2 separate regions of the Anser cygnoides genome follow, and region 1 is linked to region 2. Evidence: chromatin contacts called from public Hi-C data. All regions are on one chromosome and are shown on one strand. Each heading gives the region's core, a stretch centred on a gene start, on an enhancer-like site or on the middle of the called end of the contact. The rest is flanking DNA. Distances are from core to core; before and after follow the strand shown. Region 1 overlaps PUM1 (pumilio RNA binding family member 1). Region 2 holds the start of PUM1 (pumilio RNA binding family member 1).

The links. A called contact is a pair of places that touch in the nucleus more often than the background predicts.
Region 1: a Hi-C map of liver shows a contact between it and region 2, with 13 times the contacts expected there. The contact joins the enhancer-like site here to the promoter of PUM1 in region 2. A contact is called at or near these places in 2 of 7 Hi-C or Micro-C datasets (both in liver).

The regions. Positions count from the first base shown.
Region 1 is chr24:1,996,784-2,003,327 of Taihu_goose_T2T_genome, forward strand. It overlaps PUM1 (pumilio RNA binding family member 1), which reads left to right. Exons shown (of 22, transcript XM_048073085.2): 10 at 831-982; 11 at 4,151-4,289; 12 at 5,884-6,027. Among named protein-coding and RNA genes, the nearest start is that of SDC3, 29 kb to the right of the region's middle. Within about 2 kb of position 3,103, at least 2 of the 3 cell types and tissues checked have open chromatin away from gene starts, as enhancers often do. A contact at or near this core is called in liver, where this site is marked.
Region 2 is chr24:1,946,858-1,953,439 of Taihu_goose_T2T_genome, forward strand. It overlaps PUM1 (pumilio RNA binding family member 1), which reads left to right and starts at 4,726. Exons shown (of 22, transcript XM_048073085.2): 1 at 4,726-4,879.

The sequences.
Region 1 (6,544 bases), core at 1,853-4,352, 48 kb after region 2:
TGGGAGGGACCCCGCTGCTCAGCGCCAAGGACTCGTTTCTTCTGCCATGTTACGCAGTTCTTCACCAGCCAGAATTGTTTAAGGATATGTTCTGCTGTTTTATTATCACAAAATTAAGGGTACAATGTCCTGAGGCTTGATAACTTTTGAAGATTCATTGTGTTTTACGTTTTCTCTGTTTTCCAAGATTATTATTATTGTTTTTTTAAAGTCACTTAAATGTAGCCAGCAGTTCAAGGAGGGTGCAATGTGGAAAGATACAGGATCTTCTGGGCTCTTTTATGGCTATTTGTGAGTGCAAGGTAGGACTTGGTGGCTAGAAGAATGACATTTTAGACACCTGTGAATTGATGCTATCTGGCTATGAAGAGGGATTTTTTTAAAAATTTATTTCTTGGAGATCTAATGATCGATGTTATTGAGCCGTGAGTGTCAGTTGAGATCAGGAGAGACTTGCACGTCTCTGTTGTGCTTAAACAAGTTTCCTTCTCTTTCTTGTTAGAGGTTAAAAAAAAGTTTTGGTGCTTCACTATATAATTAGGGTTCAACAATAAAAACGTGGAATTTCAGCAGGATCACTGGCAGCAGAATTGGACTTCATCCGATAAGGTAAAAGTGAGCAAAGATGAAATTTCAGGTCTGACTTGTAAGCTCTCTTAAAATGAATTATACAAATGGCAGAATGCCTTCGTATTTGCGAAGGGTTTAAAGCAGATCACCTTGAAATAGGATTTGTTAAACCAAGCATGATGTGCAGGTATTTCTGGTGACCGTTTGCTGTGTGGCGGTTGTGACACTACAGAAGCTCACTGATTCCCTTGGCGTTTTAGGCCCCGCGGTTGTCCCTCACCAGTACTATGGAGTTACGCCCTGGGGAGTTTATCCTGCCAGTCTCTTCCAGCAGCAAGCTGCTGCAGCTGCCGCTGCAACTAATTCGGCAAATCAGCAGACCACTCAGCAGACCCAGCAGGGCCAGCAACAGGTAAGTGGTCGGATGCTTTTGCACATCAAGACATTCGCAGCCATTTATTGGCAGACACCTTGGTGTAAACGTATGTTGTTGGTGTGCGAGCAGAAGTCATCACTGTACAGTCGATTTTCATGTTGAAGGCCCTGGAGAGGATGAAAATGCACGTCAAATACTAGCTGTCAGTAGGTGGTGTGCTCTCATCTTCAGGATGATGCTTCTTCCTTCAAGACTAGATTTAAAAGGGTCAAAATAACAGCAAAATGAATTAGTTTGGTATCTGTGCGAGGACTTGGAAACAAAAGTTGTGTGAAAAGAAAACACTGAACTTGCTATTTTTATAAGGCTAAGCCTACAGCTGTTATGCTTTAGTCACACAAAAATAGAAGAATTTAACACCTAAAAGGACAAAATTAAGGATTTTTTGTGTGTGATCTGTTGTTACCCTATAAGTATGATAGAGTTGAGTATTGAGGTAGGTGTGTGTTGTTTAAATGGCATTTACATTTCACAAAAACAGGCATTGAAGGGCTCACACAGGGAGCTGATGAAGGGACACTCCTGCTTACATGCTTTATAAATGGTGTGGTTGGTGGGGTTTGCACCATCCAACTGTTCTGTCTTAATCTCTTGGCAGTGGCAGAATATTGGCTTACACAGCTTGTATATTTTCCAACAGAAGAGTAAAAGAACACGTTTTTGTAATTTCTTGTCCGTTTTTGTTCTGAACTAGAAAAATCAACCTAGGTAAATCCTAATTTTTATCGAGTAAATCTTAATTTCAGTTAAGTAAAATAAGCATTTTAAATGTCTGGTATTTAATCATAGTTGTAACTCTGCAGAGGACACATGAATTTAGCAACCGCTGGAGGAAGAGGTGGAAAATGAGAGACTGCTATGAGAATACAGAACAATTGTATATATAAATATGAAAAGCTGAATTACTCTTTTATTAAAGAGAACTGTATGGGAGTGTAAATCATAGAACTATGGAATCATGGAATATCTCAGTTGGAAGGGACCTGCAAGAATCATCGCGTCCAATTCTCTGGGACCCCAAAGGACCACCCCCCCAAAAAAAAAGTCTAGTTGCTGTTTATATTGGCACTAAAAAACCCCAAACCTTCACACTAAATCAATGGTAAAAGTGTAATTATTGTTACTAAAGCTTTGTAGTCAACCCAAGTGCTAAAGGATTAGAGGCACTGTACTGTCACCGCGTTGGGCTGTGCTCCCATCAGACGCACTCGGATATATTCCACTTCTCCCCTTTCACGCCAAAGGAGGGTCTGCAGGGCAGGTGTCAGGAGCTGGACAGGGCTCCTGTTACTTGGCTGCCTCTGCTGCCCAGCTGGCTGGTGTTTGGTTAAAGCACTGGGCCTCCTGGAGCTGGCTTTACACAGTGTTATCAGCTGCTGTCCCACGGTAGTTCCTGCTTGGAAACAAAATGGATTCATTATCCGACCGAAAAGCGAGGAGAGTGCTGCGTAGTAACGCAGAGCCTTCGTTTCTGGCGCTTGTACTTTGGGGATTTCAGCCCTTGGAGAAGATAGCAATTGGTAACTGCATTTATTAGCTTCTGCTTCAAAAGAAAAAAAAAATCTAAAGCAAGAAAGCAGTTGTGTAGCATTATAAGGCCTTTTCAGATAATAAAAGCAGTGATGTTTTCACACCAATGATTCTGGACCGGTGACCAGAAGGAGAACACTTTGCTCCTGACAAAGTTAATCATCAAACCTCCCCACCTGGCAGGTCACTGACAGGAGCGCATTGAGCAGCCCTTCTGCACACATCCATGCAGCCAGGTAAATGGAGTTAAGAGTGTGGCACATCTATGCTTTGGCATTCAGACTGGGGGCCTTTCCCCTTTAAATAGGTATGTGCTAAGAGAGCTTCTGCAAAGGCTTAAGCTATTAAAACAATACATACCAATCATCAGTAGCCTTTATGATATTTTTCATTACTTTATAGCCACAGAGCAGGCGTGAGTGGGGATTGTGTGTGTTGTTTTTAATGCAGGCCTTCCCTCTGTAAGAAGATAAGTGGGTATTTTTGGATGGGATTCTTCAAAGAAGTGCTGAGGCACGTGTTTTAGAAACCTAGAATGATGATTATGGACAGTCGAGTTGTGATGCTTACGACGTCGTGCACAGGGGGGTGTATTTATAAAAACGCCAGCGTTTCACTTCTGCAGCACGTCGTCCATCACACGCGTTCTGCAGGGTGCCCATGCGCTGTGCCTGCTTACCGAGAGCTGCAGCTCGTTTCCAGCCTAGGAATTCTCCCAGGTTAAGAGTTCATGTTCAGGCTTTGACAGCGATAGCTGACTCTGGGATGTCTCCAAATCTATCAGCTTCAGTATGCTCTCCCAGCCTCTGTGCAGAGTAATTTTTCCTTTTAATAACTTTATCTGGTAACACGCATGATGTTAATTTCTGCAACAAGACGTGCTGAGTACCAAAGGACAGCTTTTTTTAATAAGCTGACCTCGCAAGTGGCTGCAGACTCTTGCATCACCACTGAGCAAAAGGCTTTTGCAAACAAAGCCTGTCGCAGGTAATTACAGGAAAGGTCAGTTTGCCGTCTTCCCTTCTGAGAGCAACATGTGCTTCAACCACAAGAGCTACATACACAAAGACGGTGTGTGATCTCTGGTCATTATTTCCAGTGAGTAAGTGTCGTGTCACTGGGTCACCGTTCTCTATGGTGGCTGGAAAAACCCATGTCACCTCGTGTCACCAGCCCACAGCTCCAAAGTCAGGCTTTTAAGGTTTCTGCTCAAGTGGGCTTTCAGCGGAGCTTTTCTGGCAGAGACCGAATGTTATCTGTAATGGGGCAGAGGCTCACAGACGCTTCTGACAGAGGATGAGTACTGGAGGTATGTCAAGAAATGAAAAAGGTCAGAAGATGAAGCTTTTCCAGCTTATGCTCAGGAAGCCTGAAAAAGGGTGTGTTACTTAAATCGGGACCTATGCAGTTACCCATGGTGATAATGTTAAAACGTTTTGATGGAGAAGGCAGGTTTTTTCCAAGTAAAGGGAAGCGTTTACTAGTTGTGACATAGCTGCTGCTGCGTGCAAGGACTTTAAGTAGGTTGCTGCTGGTGTTCTGCAAGTGTCTGGTTATCGTGGCTTACTCCTGGGGCTCGAACTAAACAGGCTGATTTTCCTCTGTTTTCTCCAGGTTCTCCGTGGAGGAGCCAGTCAGCGTCCTTTGACCCCAAATCAGAACCAGCAGGGACAGCAGACTGATCCGCTGGTGGCTGCTGCAGCCGTCAACTCTGCCCTTGCCTTTGGCCAAGGGCTGGCAGCAGGGATGCCAGGTAGGGAGCCCGAGGGGGCTGTGACTTCTCCGGTGCCCAGCGAGATCCGAGAAAATTACATTCTGAGTCTCTGCATGGTGTCATGTTTGCCTGGCGCTCAGCAGTGTTTTGTTTTTATTACAGTATTCGTAGGCTTTAATCTGTGGGTGTCCGAGGCGTTTTGGAGAGGCTGTTAGATGCGAGCAGAACTACCTGTGCCGCGGTTAAGTTAAAGCAGGGTTCAGGTCCCTGTGCCACAGATGAAACAAATGTTATCAACTGGATTGGTGTACTGGCGCGTTAGCTGCTTGTCTACCCAAAAGAATTGATGGCTCCTGTTGAAAGTTGTGTTCAGGTTTTTCTGGGGCTCATCCTAGCTTATGTGATCTTTATTTTAAGACCGCCGAGACACCTTAGTGCTGTTCATTAGCCTTGTCTCTCCAGCCCTGTCGGGTATTCGACTTTAACAGAATAAGGACTTCCCCTTCGTAATTTCTTCCAGACAAATACGAGTGGCTTAAAAAAAGAAAAGAGAAAGAGACAAAGGCAGGGGTTTGTTATAATTTATTGTTCTGCAAGAGAGAAGTGAGAGAAGCTGGCATATAAGCCTTAGCTCTGATCCATGAGGCTGTACAAATGCTAAGACATCGGTTACACAGGATGTGGTTGTAATGACCAAGGGCACACGTAAGTATTTTTTGAATAATGTGCAAGTATGTCCTGTTGGTCAAGTGCAATCAAACAGGATGATTTTGGCCTCAGATCTCCCCTCTAGAAGCGTCACATAGTTGCTTTGTGGTTTTTTTTTTTTATGGTTTAGGAAGAATGTTGCCATGTTAAGTTACAAAGCCAGTAGTAGCATATGTGCTTTCAAGTAATCTGTGAATTTTCTTAAATCTGCATTACTGGGGTGCTGGGGGCTGTAGTTTCAGAACAAGCATTCACAGAACAATTTCTGCTTTGTGACCTCACTTAGGAGAATGTCGTTTTTTCACGAATGTGTTTTTTTAAAAAAACTAAGATTCTGTAGCTGGGTACCTAAATTAACAGTTGTACTCTATAGAAAGTCTGCTGCTGTGTGTGTTGCCAGCATATTTAAGAGTATTCATAAATATTGAAGGATGCGTTATGATAAATATGTACCTTCAAAAAACACACCTTAGGTAAGTTTGGTGTCTTGTTTGCACGTGTGCACCCAGAGCCACTCCAGCATACAGCGGGAGAGTTGGAAGTGCGGTGTGCTCACATATGTGACAAGTGCCAGCACAGGCTGTACTTGTCAGGGGAAAGAAATAGTGCTGGAGTATTTTAAGACACTTTTTTTCTCTGGATAACCGAATTTACACAGAGGGTAATGTTAGTGTAGTAGTTTCAGGGGAAAAAATCTTCCCTAACTGAAAGACTTACTAAGGTAGAAAAGGAGGTATGAAAGTTGTGGAGTAATACAGGATATGACTGTTAATTAAACAATCGTGCTTAACAAGAATCAAAACTGTTGTTCTTTCTCTTTATCTGTTGTGATCTTCCTTTAAAAATGCTTCTGAACAGTCATTGTTAGATGGTAGCTGCGTGCTGTGCCGCTTGTTGCTGAGCTCTGTGCTGTGCCTTCCCCCAGGTTACCCGGTGCTGGCTCCTGCCGCCTACTACGACCAAACGGGTGCTCTCGTGGTGAACGCAGGAGCCAGGAATGGCCTGGGGGCCCCCGTGCGTCTCGTGGCCCCCGCACCGGTCATCATCAGCTCCTCTGCAGCGCAAGCAGGTGAGTCCCAGTCCGGCCAGGTGAAAATCTGCTCCTGCCTCGACCTGCGGGGAGCGGGAGCGAACCCCCCCGCCCTGTGCTGGCGATGATGATTCACTTGCCCTCACTGAGATCCAATGCAGGGATTGTTGCTGAGAACTTCCTCTGGACTCACTGTGGGCTGAGCCTTAAGAAATCCCCCTGAGAGGTAGCATAGCTTAAACTGTGTTATTTTGCAGGGTTTCATGACAGTTACTTAAATTGGTCTGCTGGCATCCAGTTTCCCACATAATGAAAGGCTTTAGCCTGTGTGGAACTCCCAGACGATCACCTTACTTGCATAAAATGTTATGTGCCTGGTCTTTGCCATGAGTTGTGTTGGATTTTATTAGGGTTCTTTTGGGAGTTCAAGGCTTTAAAAGGAATTTTTCAGCAGGAATCTGTGTGTGTAAGCAGTCCTTGCCAGTGCTGGTAACAGATTATGAAACGGGCTTTTTAATTGTTTCCTTGTAGCTCTTATTTTGCTTTTTCTTTAGAA
Region 2 (6,582 bases), core at 3,476-5,975:
GTGCTGGGGCTGTCCGTGATGGTCCAGTGGGGCGCAAAGAAGGGAGGACCCTTTCCACCTCCCAGGCCCAAGCCGTGGGGCAATGCCGATAAGGAATGGGTCGTTATTGCCTAGCACTATCTGCACCCTGAGCAGAAGGCTTACCGTCACTTCACACACGTTGTGGGACCGCAGCGTCTCCCCTGAGCTGGTTTCCACCTGCCTATTGCTGAGGAAGGTCCAAGAGGACCAAGAGGAAGGTTTGGATCCACCAAGCGCCCCAGTCCCGAGGTGCTTCCCAAGGAGCCTAAAGTCATTTCTGCTGTTCGGCAGGGAAGGGACGCACGTGAAGACAAGAAAGCGACTTTGGGCAGGATGGAAATGAAGGCAGGGCACAGCACCGTGCCGCAGGGCAGGGGCAGCCTGGCCATGGGCAGCCCCGTCCCCAAAGCCCCAGGCCCACGCCGCTGCTGTCCAGGCCAGCTCCCAGCCCCGCACCCAGAGGTCGGGGCTCTGTGCTTCTTATTGCTGGTGCTCCAAGCTCTGAGGCTGCAGGGCGAGATCTGGCTGAGGACACCAGGTCAGACATCCACCCCGGCAGCCTTATCCCGAAGCAGAGGGCTGCCAGCCCCTCCAGCAGGGACTGTGAGAGAGCCCGGGTGGTAAGCTCAGCGGTCGTCTCTCTCTTTCTCTGCAGAGAAATGCTGCTCCAGCCTTTGATCACATCCCGGGAGGGGAACAGGCCCTCAGTTTGGAGGAAGTGAGTAAACCCAAGGATCCATTTATTGCCATGATAAAAGGATCACATTTTCCCTTTGTCTCCACGCCCAAGGCACCCTCAAACTGCTGCTCCCTGGAGAAGGTGAGCACAGCACGAGGGGTGGCCCTGGTCCCCCACAGGACTGGTGGCTCGTGGCTCATCCATCTGCCAGGCCTCATGGCCTGCAGGAACCCTGTCCTTTTCCCTGTCCCCACTTCATTCCTGGAAGTCTTTGCTGCTGTTCTGCCATCCCCGCGCTCCAGCACACGACAGACAATAAAAATAATAACCGCACTTCCAGCAGCAGAAGGGAGCACAGGGGCAGGAGGAGACGAGGTGGTCCCCGGTGCTTCCTGCTGCTGCAGCCCCAGAGCCTGGGCACATCCCCAGGGGACGTGGGGAACTTCCCAGCGGCTGAGGGTGGGAGGGAGAAGGGGCTGCTGGAAGGAGGGAGGTGCTGGAGGAGAGGCTCAGACCCAGGCTTTGAGCCCAGTGTTCTCCCATGTGCCACTTCCCTATGCTTTTCTTCCCAACCTGCATAACCCACCTGCTGACATAACTGGGTTTCAACCACTAATCCTTCACCCACAGACGGACTCCTTCCCTCCCCCTCTCATTATACGGGCATAAATGTCATTATCCCAGGTGTAATTAACACAAACCCCGTTCCGAGTGTCAGCAAGCCACTTGCTGCAGCCTGGGTGTGTGCTGCAAACCCGCTGCGGCGCGGCTGTTATCTCCGACCCGCACTGGGTGCTCGCGGGCCCCTGCACCACCGGCAGCACGATAGCCCCGGGCCACGCGGCCACACCAGCGAGGTGGTGGCCGGTTTGTACGTTTTGTGCCCCAAAACTGGCCAGCAGCAGCGGGTACGGCCCCACCAGCCCCCCTTCCCCAGACTCTGCGGTGAGGATGCCTCAACAGCGTGTGAAACACCTCCTGCCCTGGCTCTGGCTGCTTCCCAGCCCAAATGTTTGTGACCCGGCAGTCAGCGCTGATGGATCGCAACATATCAGTGACGCGCAGGGCTTGTTACAAAAGTTCAACCACGCTTTGCAGGGGTGCCAAAGGAGAAGGGTGTGTGGCCAGATTTATTTCCCCTGGTGCCAAGACGGCAAGATTTTACTGTCGGTATCTCCCGTGGGGCTCCGCTACGCCATGGGGTTGGGCTTGCTCACACCGGTGTCATTTGGGGATGTTGCACCGGGCACCAGGACACGGCAGAATTGGGTTTAGGGCTCTACCAGCTGGAAGCTGGAGAATCAGTATGGGGTCACTGCACAGCGGTGCTTCTGACGGGCTGACTACACCACTGATGTGGTTTTCCTGCAGCAGGACAGTGCAGCTTTGCAGAATTAGCTGTGTCTTCATTAGGAACGCTTGCCAGAAGAACCTGCTGATGTTCCTATTCTGGTGAAGGGCTCAGAGAGCCTCGGGGTGGCCCGGCCTCGTGAACTTGTTGCGCAGGATCCACGCTGGCAGCAGTTCTTAGGGTGCTCAGGGCCCGTCAGGGCTTCGTGTCAGCAGAGCAGCCGGATCGGTGCTGCACGTTACACACCTGTACGGGCAATGTGCTCCTGCGGTAAATGGGGCTGAACCCAGCAAAGCTGGGCTGAATCTATTACAGCAGGATTTTGCCCTGCTTTAGGTTGAATAACCCACACCAGCACCAGCAGGAGAATGCTTTGGGAGGGTGTACAAGGCTCGGCTTTAGAAACAGCATCTGCAGTGAAAACCTTTTCTAACAGCTCTTTTTATCCCAAAAGTCGCCAATCGCACCCGGCCTGGGGTACTCAGAGCTCCCAGGCTGCAGCCACATTTCCCCGGGGTTTTGGGGTGGCCGGGATCAGGCCTCGTACCCCCGCGAGCCCTGCCTGGCGGCTGCACAGCGTGCACGGCTGGCAGAGGCAGCGTGGCAGCAGAGGGCTGGATGCCCGTCACCCCGGCAGCCATTCGGTGAGGAAATGGATACGAGCTACGCAGCCAGATCGCAGCTGGATCCGGCGCCAGTCGTGATAAACGGGGCTCAAACTAACTTCTTGTACCCGAAACCACCCCCCCTTGCTTCGACCCCCAAAAGCTCGCACTTTGGGGACGCGAAATCCCCAGCCGAGACGCCTGCAGCTTGAAGGACGCGGTTGCCTGACAGAGCCCTCTGAGAGCCGCAGCGGCTGCGATGTGCTGCTGTTTGTTTGCTTACTTTGTGCATGTGGCGGCATGCCCCGTGCCGCTTCCCCGCGCCGGCAGCTTCCTCCTGCCGCCGGCGTGGTTTGCTTGCCCGGCGAGGAGGGATGGAAATGATCCTTTTGAAGCATCAGGTGCAGGTGGCAAACTGCCCCAAAACGTACGAGGGGAAAGCCAAAATCGGGGACGGGGGTCGGAAGTAATACTGGGAGGTTTCAAATGAGCTGCCCCTTTAACATGGACGTGTTCTGGCAGAAACTACTGGTCCCAGGGTGCTGCGCTTTGTTTTAATGCCCAGACTGCAAGCCTGGCTGGGGAGGCAGCGATGCATGCCGGGGCGCGTAGTCTGCAGATTAGAGAAGGGGAGAGAGGGGAACAAAGGGAAAACATCCAAAAGCTGTGCCTGGCTTTTAGGGCTGGGCTTGTGAATGCACAGAACAAGAAAGCGTGCCTCTGGTGCACCTGCTCGTCTGTTTAATGCACCTCCAGTCTGGGGCTGCATGCCCTCCGGCTCTGTGAGGGCAGGCCCGGCACAAAGCCGATGTTTGTTGTTTGGGCAGGGTGAGCCCAGCTCACAGAGCTGGGGACGGGGGCTGCAGCTGCCCGCAGGCATTTCCACGGTGGAGCACGGGCCCACGGAGGGGCTCGGGGGGGTCTGAGGGGCTCCTGGCAGGGAGCACAGAAGGGCAGCGGGTGTGAAAAGCATAGTCCTGTGGCAGTCCTGTGAATAAACAAGAGTTTGTGTCAGTAACGCAGAGTTCAGCGCCACGCTGCCAGGGAAGGAGAGCTGAGGACTCCTTGTGCTGCCCAAACCTGGGAAAAGGCAAAGTTTAATGATTAAAGTACCCAGCTGGGAACTGGAGAGATCTGGCTCCTGTGACCACCTTGCCGTCCCGAACCAAACTCTGCACACACTTGATTTTACTGATCAGTTTCACCGAAAGCAAAGGACATAATATTCTTACAGTAGCAATTGTTGTCATGACCGTACTTGTAATAGAAATAATGAATGATTATACCTAGCAAGGAATTGCACCAGTGGTGGTAACACCTGAGCTAGCTCCAATCCAACACCGCTGTGCCCCCAGTAGCCCCCACCCAGGGCTGGGGCCTCCTTTGCTGTTGGTGCTTGAATGAGAAGCTTGGAACCAAGCGTGCGGGGGGCTGGGGACTGGTGGTAAAATTGAGAAAACACTGAAGTCTCTCAAACTGGGGCTTTGCTGGGAAATGCCAGACACTTCAGCACGGCGTCCATTCCGGGGTAGGAACAGATACCCCAGTGTATCGCACCGAGGCATCTGTCATGCGCTGTAGCACTTCTGTGTGGGACGGCCTGCTGATATGCCAGTGAAAGGTGTGTATATTTTAATAAATATGTGGGGATGAAGCGGGGGTGCGGGAGGGTGCCCCCACACGCTGCCTCTCCCATCCGGTGGGCCCAGAGCACGCAGCCGGTGCTTGGGACCCACTGTGGGTCGTCACTCAGGGACCGGGCTACCCCATATTTCTAGGTAGGTGGTGATCGTGAAGGTGTTTAGTGGACAGCGCGCACATTTTGGGGGAAAAAACGTGGAAAATGGCGTTGGGGAGCAGCGGGTGGCGAGGGCCCAGCGCAGGGAGCTCCAACAACCGGGACGCGGCGGCGCCGTGCGGGGCCGGCCGCCTTCCCCAGGCTGTGCGGGACCGTCCCCGGTCCCTGGCCGCCACCCCTAGGCCCACGGTCGCCATCCCCGGGCCTTGGTCGCCATCCCCGCGGCCCGGTCGCCGTCGCCGGGCGGCGCGGATCCGTCCCCGGGCCGCGGCCCCTCAGCCGGGGCCGGCCTCGCCTTCCCGGCATGCAGCGCGCCGCCCGTCCCCAGTGGGCCGCCATGTTGTCGGAGTGAAAGGCCGGGGGAGAGGCAGGCGGCGAGCGGCCTGGGGGGGGCCGAGATCCATCTTCATCCTACCGCTCCGCCCGTGAGTACCGGCACCGGAGCGGGCCCGCGGCGCGCCGCGAACCCCAGCGGAGCCGCCGGTGGGGCCATATTGGCGGGGGGGCCGGGCGGAGCGGCGCCAGGCCGCCCCGAAGGCGAGCGGTGGCGGCGGGGCGCCCTGCCCGGCTCTGCCGCTCGGCGCCTTGGCCGGGAGTCGGGGCCGGGCCCCTTTTGTTAGCGGGGAGCGGCCCCCGTCGGGGTGGGGGGCGTCGTTTTGGGGGGCGTTGTGGTTTTGGGGGGCGTTGTTTTGAGGGGGGGGGGCATTGTTTTGGGGGGCCTCGTCCCTCCCGGGGGGGGCCGCGGCCCCGCTTTGTTGGCTGGGGAGGAGCTGGGGGGGAGGGTTGGGGGGGGGAGTTAAGGGGGAATTGGGGGGAAATTGGGGGGATTGGGGGGGAAATGGGGAGCTTGGGGGGGGGTTGGAAGGAAGTGGGAAGGGTTTGGGGGGAAATTGGGGAGGTTTGGGGGGGAACTGGAAGGAATTGGGGGGCACTGGGGGGGCCTAACAGGCAGCGGGGACGAAGGGGAGGGAGCGAAAATCCAGACAATACTTTTTGGATGTGCTGGGTGACCCTGGGGGGGGTGTGTGTGTGTTTTTTTCGGTGCTTTTTTTTCTTTTTTGTCCCCTGCTTGTTTTTCTCGCTTTCTCCTAATCACAGTGTTGGGCCATTTTTAATTACACGCTTGCGATTTTTAACAGGAGATTCTTGTTTTTCGCCCCATCGGGAGAAATACTTGGTTTGTTGTTTTATTTTTTTTTGTTCTGTTTCGGTGCGTTTTTGTTGTTGTTTTTTTTGTTGTTGTTTTTTCTTTTGGTCAGTGTTTAATAACTTTGTTCTGAGCAGAGATTTTATTAGACAGATCATGAGTAAGGAATTTCCTTTATTAAGAGTGAGGGAGGTGGGGTAAGGGGTAGAATTTATCTTACGATGTTTTAATGGTGGCCGAAGCAGTTCGGCTGGCTATCGATTTACCCACTTCCTGCTGGGTCTCCCTAGGTCTTACGGAAAACACAAGCTTTAACGTTAAAAGTTCTTGTAGGCCACACAGCTCTCAAACAATGGGTAGGCAGCTTTCATTTCCAGCCTAACTTTCCAAAAAAAAAAAACAACCCCAAAAAACCCTGAAACCCTCTCACCTAGCCCGTGATTTAACTTCCTGAAGTGTGCGTCGGGTGCCGACGTGATTTTTTTAACGTTGCCTGGAGTTTTTGGAGGAGCGACGGGGTCTGAGCACAAAGCTGGGCTCGCTGCGGCTCAGAGCTGCCTGGCGAGGAGACGTCGCTGCTCGCGCTTAAAAACTTGCTTAGTGATGTCTGCGGAGTTCTGTTGCTTGTGGAGAGTCTCATAATCTAAACTATTTGCCTTGTAATGATAACACAGAGCAGCTTATTTACATACTATGTTTTTTTCCTAGGGAAAAGGAAAGCTGTCTGCTTCAAGTGCTTTGTAGCCGCGTTCTCTCAATCTCCAACTGTTCTGCCTTTGTTTGTAGATGTGTAACTTTTCACGGGGAGCTGTTTATGCAGGAGAGGTTTATTGCATATTTTTGTTAAGAGTTTGGAAGTGAAAAGGGTCCTGGTAGCCATTAGCTCTTTGCAGCACTAGGTCTTGTAGCTGCTGGGTAGCTAATGAATGTGCGTTGTGTAGGTGACTGAACATGTTTCTGATGCTCTGTGCGCTTTGAATG